2 separate regions of the Mus musculus genome follow, and region 1 is linked to region 2. A link is a contact called in public HiCAR-type data. All regions are on one chromosome and are shown on one strand. Each heading gives the region's core, a stretch centred on a gene start, on an enhancer-like site or on the middle of the called end of the contact. The rest is flanking DNA. Distances are from core to core; before and after follow the strand shown.

Region 1 (4,581 bases), core at 629-3,128, 260 kb after region 2:
AAAACAGTGTCCTCACACTTACAGAGAAAGCGCTTCCCAGCTGTGATTTCTCCCTAGCCTGAGTGATAATATTTTTAGGGAAACAATTTTTTAATACCATGGATTTGTGTGTGAGAGAGACTCTGCATTCCTATGAAGAATTGAGAAAAAATGGAGGAGAAGCAGGTAAGCTAGAGTACCTGGGGATCTCTCCTGCCTTCAGAGGAGACTCGGCCAGGAGGGATGGTGGGAAGACTATACCAAGGAGGACAGGGAGTCGCCTCTCTCTGCCAGTGCCTAAAACATGGCATTGAGAGGGAATCTGAAGTTGAGGGAGGAACAGGAATGACTAGTGAGCGAGATCTGCCACAGGTGCAGGCAAGAGCAGCCAGATCTGTGTCCTAACCGGGACCGAGTTCCCCTTTTGTGAATAATGTGAGAGAATAGACCTGAACCTAAGCCAAGGCTGTTTCACTCCCAGTGGAGACTTCACTTCTCAAAGTAGCAAAGTGATCATTGTTTAACAGGTTAACACACATTGGCAGTTCTTCATATTAAAATCAACAACAACAAACTAAAACAAAACTCTAGCGCTCCGTGAAGCTCATTCAAACTTACCTAATCCTGCATTAAACTCCCAACGAGCCTCTTAGAAACCCCCACTCCAATCCAAAAGCCAACAGGGTCTGTACACAGCGGGCTTAAGCTGCCGAGCCTCCAATCTAGGAGCAATCCACACTCTACCCTCCCATGTTCGTTCCCTTTGCCTCCAGATGTCTCCAAACACAAAAATAACTCTAAAGTCCAATTTTGATCTTGTGTTGGAAATGCAAAGACAAGAACGTTAAAGAAGACAGTGCATACAGTCATGTGGGTGATGTTTAGACAAATAAATAGCTATATAACAATTTGATTCGAATTTTTCCACCACCCTAACAGACAGACACACACCCACACACAGACACACCTCTTACCCACAGGCACACTAAATTTTGCAGAGAAATCAAATGCGTGTATGTGCGCGTATTTAGAAAGAACCCTGAGCATTTGTGTTTCCTCAAACAGCACACAGTAGGTACTTCATGTGTCATGCTATGTGCTGGCAGGCTTGTCATAAATGACTCTAACTTTATGAACTGACCTCAGTTGAGTATGCTTCATGGGATGGAAAATGTCCTGTCGATGCTCTTTCCACATTAATAATACAGATATAAGTAACAGGCAAGGGCGTTATAAAGGCATCTTTAAAACTGTATGACCCGGCTTGACCCGAGCCTGAGCAACGGAACGCCTGGATCAAGTTGCAACTTGCAGAAAATACAGAGGAGTCTCACAAACCAGGAGGCAGAGGAACCTCACCAGCTCTTCCTGAGTCCCCTATTCAACCTAGGCAGGTGTCGCCAGAATGTCAACCTTAAGATCCTGTCTTTTAACCGTGCATTTGTTTTGTGTGGCTTTCTTCATCTGTGTTCTACTGTTCCATCAAAGGTTTAAATTATGACCCAACATTGCTCCCCAAGGAATCTCTAAAGCTGAAAACTCCAATACACATGTAGCCATTTAACTTTAAATTTTAATGAATTAAAATTAAATAATAAAAAATTCAGTTCCTCATTTCAAGGGTTTACTAGCCAGATGGTATCTGTGGCTACTGCATCGCAATGATACACAGTACAGGTTTCCTGATGGCACAAAATCCTATGGGGCGGTCAGTGGTCGTCTAGGCAAATGGGGGCTTTCAGGATTGCCAGAGATCCAGGGATTCCTAGGTCATTTCTGCCAGCAAGTGCAGGCAATCTCTAGATCGGTGGTTTGCATTCCTATTAATCCTTGCTTACAGAAAGGATTCCTGCCGCTGACAAGCAGTATAAACTCACAGACATCCACCCAGCAACCACATGGACAACAAGCTGACCTCACCCAGAGTAACATTACTCTAGTGCAGCCAACAGTGAGCTAGGGACAAAGGACAAATCTGAATCGCCATCAAAGAAAACATCTGGCTCCTACACGGATGTACCTCACCCATACAACTGATGGCAACCTGTGGCCTCCATGACTGGGAGAAAATTGGCCAAGAGAGATTCTAAGAGGAAAAAAAATGTGGGATTTGAATTGGAATCCTAGAACAGAAAATAGATATTTGTGGAAATTTTGAGAAAAATTCAAAGAAAGTTTATAACTCGGCAACATAGCTGTGCTACCATTCATTTCCCGGTTTTGATCACGGTACGATGGCTGTGTCAGTGTTGACACTGGGGGAAGTAACGGGAGATGGAGAAACTCCCTGCCTTCTTTATAAAGTATGTGTGTGTGTGTGTGTGTGTGTGTGTGTGTGTGTGTGAGAGAGAGAGAGAGAGAGAGAGAGAGAGAGAGAGAGAGCAAGAGAGAGAGAGAGAGGAAGAGAGAGAGAGGAAAAGTAAATTAGTTTAGGAAAAGAATCCTATTTCTTCTAAAGTAAACAAAGAATTGGGAATGATGGCACACACCTGTAATTACAGAACTTTGAAGTTTAGACACAGGAGGAACATGCTTTCGAGGCCAACCTAGACAACAATGTGAGACCCAGTTCCCCAAAATTAATTAATTAATAACCCATGTAATTAAAGCAGAGGCTGACAGGAAGGAGCTCCAGTTAGAACTAGTCACAGCTGGACCACTTTGAGACAAGATGTGCTTGACACAACCAGAGCACATGGAATAAACCCATGTAAGGCTCCTCTCACCGAGAACCACCCAGGGATTTCCCTCCAGAGACGTGAGCTGGGCTACTGGGAAGGAAGTGTGCCACGGGAGGAGGCTGCCATCCCAGAGGGACAATGGAGAATTAATGAGAGTGAAAGGACAGTCAAAGAGTTCACCAATATTCATACACACCTCATCCACGGTGATGGTTTCAAACTGTCTTTAGAATATCTTCAACACAACCTACCTTCCTCAGTTTTAGGTCTTGAACATGTTTCAAAGACTGTTAGAGTGATACGGAATGCCCAAGAGAATGGATGCCCAGAGAACTCACCAATGAGAAAGAACTATCTTTTGGTAGTGACTTTTAAATCATTTATTACGTTTTATTGTGTGTGTGTGTGTGTGTATGTGTGTCTGTGTGTGTGTCTGTGTGTGTGTCTGTGTGTGTGTGTGTCTGTGTCTGTGTGTGTGTGTGTGTCTGTGTGTGGGTGTCTGTGTGTGTGTGTGTCTGTGTGTGTCTGTGTGTGTGTGTGTGTGTGTGTGTGTGTGTGTGTACGTGTGCACAGTGGCACACATGTGAAGGTCAGAGGACAATCAGTGAAAATCAGTGATTTCTTTCTACCAGGCAGATACTAGGGATTGAACTCAGGTTTTGAAGCTTCGCAGAAAATACCCTTATATTCACGGAGCCACCTTGCTAATCCCAGGGCCAATCTTTAATGCAACTTAGAAATAAACCCAGCACATGGGAAACATTTTTCCCCCCCCTGAGGAATATTTACAAGACTTTAGTGTTGTACTCAGCTTTGGCCAGAAAATAAATATTGGCAACTGGAGTGAATAAGCATTGTTGTTTCATTTATCATTGGATCCGCCACTTTGTTTATTTTGTATGCTTATTAGCTGCGTCCACAGTTCTGAGATCAGAACCTCAAATCTACAACACAGAAACTGTAGGAAGCAAAGGCTTAACTCTGACTCTGGCTTGGACTGTTGTCTAGAAATAACTTCCTTTCTGAGAGTGGGACCACTTGGAGTACTGCGAGCGAAGCAACCAAATATAAACGCCGCAGTTTATATCAGCCTGGGAGTCTTGCTCGGGGGATGACTAAAAATATGTGCATCTGAAGATTAAGAGAACAAAAACAATTAATTAATTAATTAATTAATTAAACTGCAAAATCAGTTCTGGTAGAAGATCAAGGCATGCTAAGAAACAACGAACGGTATATAATTCCAAAGGAAGTCTTTTCCTTGCTCATGAACTCTCAATATAATACAAATTCAAAAGTCTTTTTATTTTAAATAGGTATTTGCATACAATTGCCAGGCTGTTTATCTATAAATTATCAAAGTTAAACATACCACCATCCTACTTTATTTGGAACTCCTAGAGTTAAATGAAAGCTGTGATTCTATTCCTAGAAGAAACTGTTATTTTCCAAAGAAAGCTAGAGGAACCTGGGGCCTGCACTACAAACATCCCTTGGGCTGCTGGATGTGGTACGGATGTTGCTGGGTAGGTACCCGCGCTCATAGGCAGCAGCATTTCTGACTCCAGTCCACGGAGCGCAATACAGAAACACATGAGCTGCTCCATGGCTCTTCATCTTCCTTGTTTGTGCTGTGTCTTCCTTTGAAAAGACATCTCTCACTGAACCTACAGCTTGCTGCTTCAGCCAATGAGCCCCTGGGATCTGCACGTCTTCAGCACTTAGCACCAGTACAGGCAGGAGCCACCACACCAGCTTTTACATGGGTACTGAGTACCTCACATCTGCTCGGTAAGCACTTTATCTGCTGAGTGATCTCCCCAGACCAAGGGTTTACTTTAAATGAAGGGAGGAAGAAAGAGAGAGAGGGAGAGGGAGAGGGAGAGAGACAGAGGGGGGGGGGGAGCCAAAGCATCCACAA
Region 2 (4,377 bases), core at 42-2,541:
CTTTGCTTGAAGGTTCTAGAGAAAACTGCCCCATGGGTCATGTGTGGTAAGCTTGGTCCTAGTACATAAAGAAGGGTCTGTCTTAGAGTAATCCCCTCTAACGAGGTTAGTGGTCTTTCCCTTTAGCGAAGCATGTGTAAATGCTCCTTGAACTTTTGGGCAGCCTCTGTTTGAAGGGAGTATAAAACCCTCTGTCCTGCAGATGCTGTCCTGGCCTGTTACATTCTAACAGAAAGGCTCAAAGGCTCCACTCAGAAACTCCTGCTGTACGTGGTGGAAATGGAGGCTTGGCCTACAGGCTGTCTCATAGGCACAAATAAAATCTCACTTGTGAATCTAAATCTGGAATTATTTCCAAAAAAATCAATCAGAGGGGGAGGGGAGGATGCAAATTCTATCATAGCGTCTGCTAGCCTGCATCTTATCTCTTAGTTCTAAATATCATAGCTTGACCAGCTTTCCCTGGAAAACTGTGTCAACATTCCTATCAAGATGTTTCCAAGACCTCTTTCCTCCTCCTCTTCCTCCTCCTCCTCCTCCTCCTCCTCCTCCTCCTCCTCTTCCTCCTCCTCTTCCTCCTCCTCCTCCTCCTCCTCCTCCTCCTCCTCCTCCTCCTCCTCCTCCTCCTCCTCCTCCTCCTCCTCCTCCTCCTCCTCCTCCTCTTCTTCTTCTTCTTCTTCTTCTTCTTCTTCTTCTTCTTCTTCTTCTTCTTCTTCTTCTGAAGTTGGTTAAAAACAAGCCCTTAGATCTGCACCGCATAGATTTTGATGCTGATGGAGCTTTGGACTTCCTATATTCTTCCTGGCTGGACTCTATGTACGTACTAAAGGCAATGTGTTCTAGGTGAGTTTGCAATCTATCTTTAAGGATGGCGAGTGGTCCAGCCATGGGCAGAATTTAGCCTTTGGATGATCCCTGAGCTGAAGGAGGCAGCAGCTGCTAAGGATGGAGATGAGAATGGGTCCATGTGAACAGATGCTTCACAAGCCCTTTTTATCTGATAAATAAGGAAGGCAAGCTTTGGCTGGTGTGTGTGTGTGTGTGTGTGTGTGTGTGTGTGTGTGTTCCCATCCTGCATTTCCTACCCATATCTGAATTCCTCCAACATGCCCTGGAGGTTTCTCAGAGGACCTAAATGCCTATCCTTGAAAGCCTCAGGGTCAGGCTTTCTGAGTTCCTGGGGCTGTTTTTAATCCAGTGGAGCTCTGGGGCGCGACTTCCTTGTGTGGCTCCTCCAAGCTGCTTCCTCTGAATACCAAGGAAAATTCCCTGCTCTTACCATCTGATGTGTTCTCATGAATCATACTTGGAAGCCAGGCTTGGGTCTAAATGTCACCCGCATGCTGACTACACAGGCAACACTGAATACTCTGCTCCAAGGGTAATAAGGCTGGCATCATTATTGTGATCTGAAATTTCTTAGGAAATTTCTTTTTTTAACTCCATGAAACAGAAAGAAAGAAAGAAAGAGAGAGAGAGAGAGAGAGAGACAGAGAGAGACAGAGAGAGAGAGAGACAGAGAGACAGAGAGAGAGACAGAGAGAGAGAGGAAGAGAGGAAGAGAGGAAGAGAGGAAGAAAGGAAGAAAGGAAGAAAGAAAGAAACATATTAAAAATGTTGTTTTATTAGCAAAAACTAAAGCCAGAGTGATTTTCTATAACATGACTATTACTGTAATTGTGTCTCACCTATAAGAAGGGTTTGGCCCCATAGCCTTCTCAGAGGCTACATCAGTCTAGATCTCTCTTCATGGGAGCTTTAGAATGTTCAGTGCTGGCTAGGGGAGAAGCTCAGGGGTCAAGTTCTTGCCTAGTTTGCATTAAAGCCCTGTGCTCCATGTCTACCATCATATAAAACTGGACACAATCCCATCACTCCAGGGGGTCAGAAGTTAACTTCAGCTATATAGCAAATTTGATACCAGCCTTGGAAACATGAGACTTTGTTGCCAAAAAAAAAAAAAAAAAAAACCCAAAAACTAAACGAAACAAAACCAAAACTTTGTTTTTGACGAGGTTTGGCATTGCTGTAGACATGGCCTATTTAAGAAAGAACCCATTTCTGGTGGCAGGAATTTATTTTGCTTCTGTGAAGCAGCCATGTTTTATTCTGATGAATAACAATCATCTTCTTTAAAGTAAAATTTCAAATCTTTTTAGGTTTAATTTTATGTTTATGAGTATTTTGCCTGCATGTATGTATCACAGCACACACAAGCCTGGTACCTGTGGTCATCAGAGGAGGGCATTGGATTTCCCAGAACTGGAATTACTGATGGTTGTGAACCACTGTGTGGGTACTGGGAACTGGTGGGAACTGAACCCAGGTCCTCTGCAAGGCTAGCAAGTGCTCTGAGCCACCTCTCTAGGCCCAAACACGAGCTGTCTTTATAGCCGGGCTAACTTATCAAACCAAGCTTCATCAGCAGGATTCTAAAGATTCTTTGCCCAGGTGAACAAGATGCTGTCGCTAACCTTGAATCCACGGAGTCTTTTAAAGTACGCATAATTCTCCCCCAGCAAGGCAACTACCAAGTAAATTGTAATATACTTATAGTACTGATGGCCACGTAACAGTTGGAGCAAATTAGCTAGCTCTTTCTCTAAGAGCATGGACTGAGCGCCAAGGACTACTGTCAGACAAAAAGAGCAAGTCACAGAATCAAACAAAGGCTAGAATGACATTTATGTCAAAACCAGAAACATAAATATGGCCATTCCTCTACTGAACAATAGCGTGGCTTTTCTCTCGATAGATTTGTAAGCGACATGCCTCTGGGAAGTGTGGGGACAGACAGGTTCAGGGATGAAAGGGAAAGGACACTTTGAACAATATCTGAGAGGATGCAGGGGAGGACATGGATTCATACACCTTCCCTGTATCCCGAATGACGGTGAAGCCCCTCTGCTCGCACTGGGTCCGTTCCATTTGCTTCACGAGATGTCGGCTGCATGTTAGAGAAACCGAGGCAGATATCGTATCTGATAACGAATGGACTCTGCCTGCAGTTCCTTGAGCAACCTACCAAGAAGTTACCTATACCTATGTAAGAGTATTTGACAGCATAGTCTACATCTCTATAAGTTATGTTATGGGTCTGGAGAGAGGCTCAGAGGTTAAGGTCATTTGCTGCTCTCCCAGAGGATCTACATTCAGGCTCCACACCCATGTCAGGGATTTCACAGTGACCTGTAACCTGCTGTTCCAGGGGGATCTGATGCCTTCTTTCTGTCTCCTCAGACACTCACATGAATGTGCACATACACCACAGACACAGAAAACATATTTTAAAGGAATAGCATGGCTTATGTCTTCCTATTTTGCATAGTGTATATACATACCATTTCTGGGTATTGATATATGTCTGCATGTCAAACTTCAAATTACCAAAGAACCATGGATAGATCACGATATCAAAATGCTTTAAATGTGTAAATACTCACACACTAAAGCTTAAGCAATGTTCATTTGAAAATCAACACACTTTCCAGATATGCGTCTTCATCTTGCTTTAAAATGATTTACTGTGTACCTACTATGTGTTGGTGGCCTGCACCGAGTAGGAAAAACTCCAGTGGGATCCTAGTCTCACTGGGGGCAGATTAAGTTATGCTACAGGAGCAAACCACTCCTAAATTTCAATAGCTAAACACACACTTATTTCTCATCCCTTTGAGATCTTCCTCAGAGGACAGCCTCTGACAGGGGTAGACCCAAGTCGTCTGGCAGAAGAGAAAGAGAAAGGGCAGGGCAGTATTACTCAAAGTCCCTTTCATCCTTCACCTAAGAATGGTGCCGGCATTTCTTCTCCAGTTTTATTGGTTCAGGTACGACGCACAGGAGAGCTGGGAGTCAACAAGGCAGAGAATATATAACTCCCTCCCCAAGAGTGGACAACGAAGATTTGAACATCACTATCTACAAAGAACCTCAGCAGGCTTAGTCTCCACTTCCGTTCTCTATGAGTTGGCAGAGAGCAACAGAATGGGCTCCCATGTCCAGCTTGGAGGCTGAAGTCCAAGTGAAAACATCCTAAGCTGGTGATGCTAAGTGAAACCATCCACTGTTCGGGTATCACGAGTGTGCACAGCAATAACAACCCAGGTCCAAATCTCACTGACTTACCTCCTCATTCACTTCTCACTCCAATACCACTGGCTCCAGGGTGGGAGCACCTACTGCTCATCCCGGGGGAGGAAGGGAGGAAGGACCACTGTGTGGGGTGAACCGAGCTCAGGGCAGAGGAAAAGAAAAGCAAGAGAACAGTGCAGGCGGCAGTTCCACCTTGGGCACAGCCTGACCTTTAGCGGGGCTGTATATGTGCACTCTGCTTCCTGGGAGAAGGTAAATGTCATACAGACGGACTCAGGATGCATG

What was found. HiCAR-type assays count read pairs that join an accessible place to other places.
Region 1: a HiCAR-type map of fibro-adipogenic progenitors shows a contact between it and region 2, with 5 times the contacts expected there. The contact joins two enhancer-like sites. A contact is called at or near these places in 3 of 115 datasets of contacts at active chromatin or transcription factors (fibro-adipogenic progenitors, large pre-B cells and memory CD8 T cells).

What each region holds. Positions count from the first base shown.
Region 1 is chr11:108,325,088-108,329,668 of GRCm38.p6, forward strand. All of the region lies in intron 2 of Prkca (protein kinase C, alpha), which reads right to left. Among named protein-coding and RNA genes, the nearest start is that of Prkca, 17 kb to the right of the region's middle. Within about 2 kb of position 1,879, at least 3 of the 459 cell types and tissues checked have an H3K27ac peak or open chromatin away from gene starts, as enhancers often do. A contact at or near this core is called in fibro-adipogenic progenitors, where this site is marked.
Region 2 is chr11:108,063,355-108,067,731 of GRCm38.p6, forward strand. All of the region lies in intron 3 of Prkca (protein kinase C, alpha), which reads right to left. Among named protein-coding and RNA genes, the nearest start is that of Gm51922, 47 kb to the right of the region's middle. Within about 2 kb of position 1,292, at least 27 of the 459 cell types and tissues checked have an H3K27ac peak or open chromatin away from gene starts, as enhancers often do. A contact at or near this core is called in fibro-adipogenic progenitors, where this site is marked.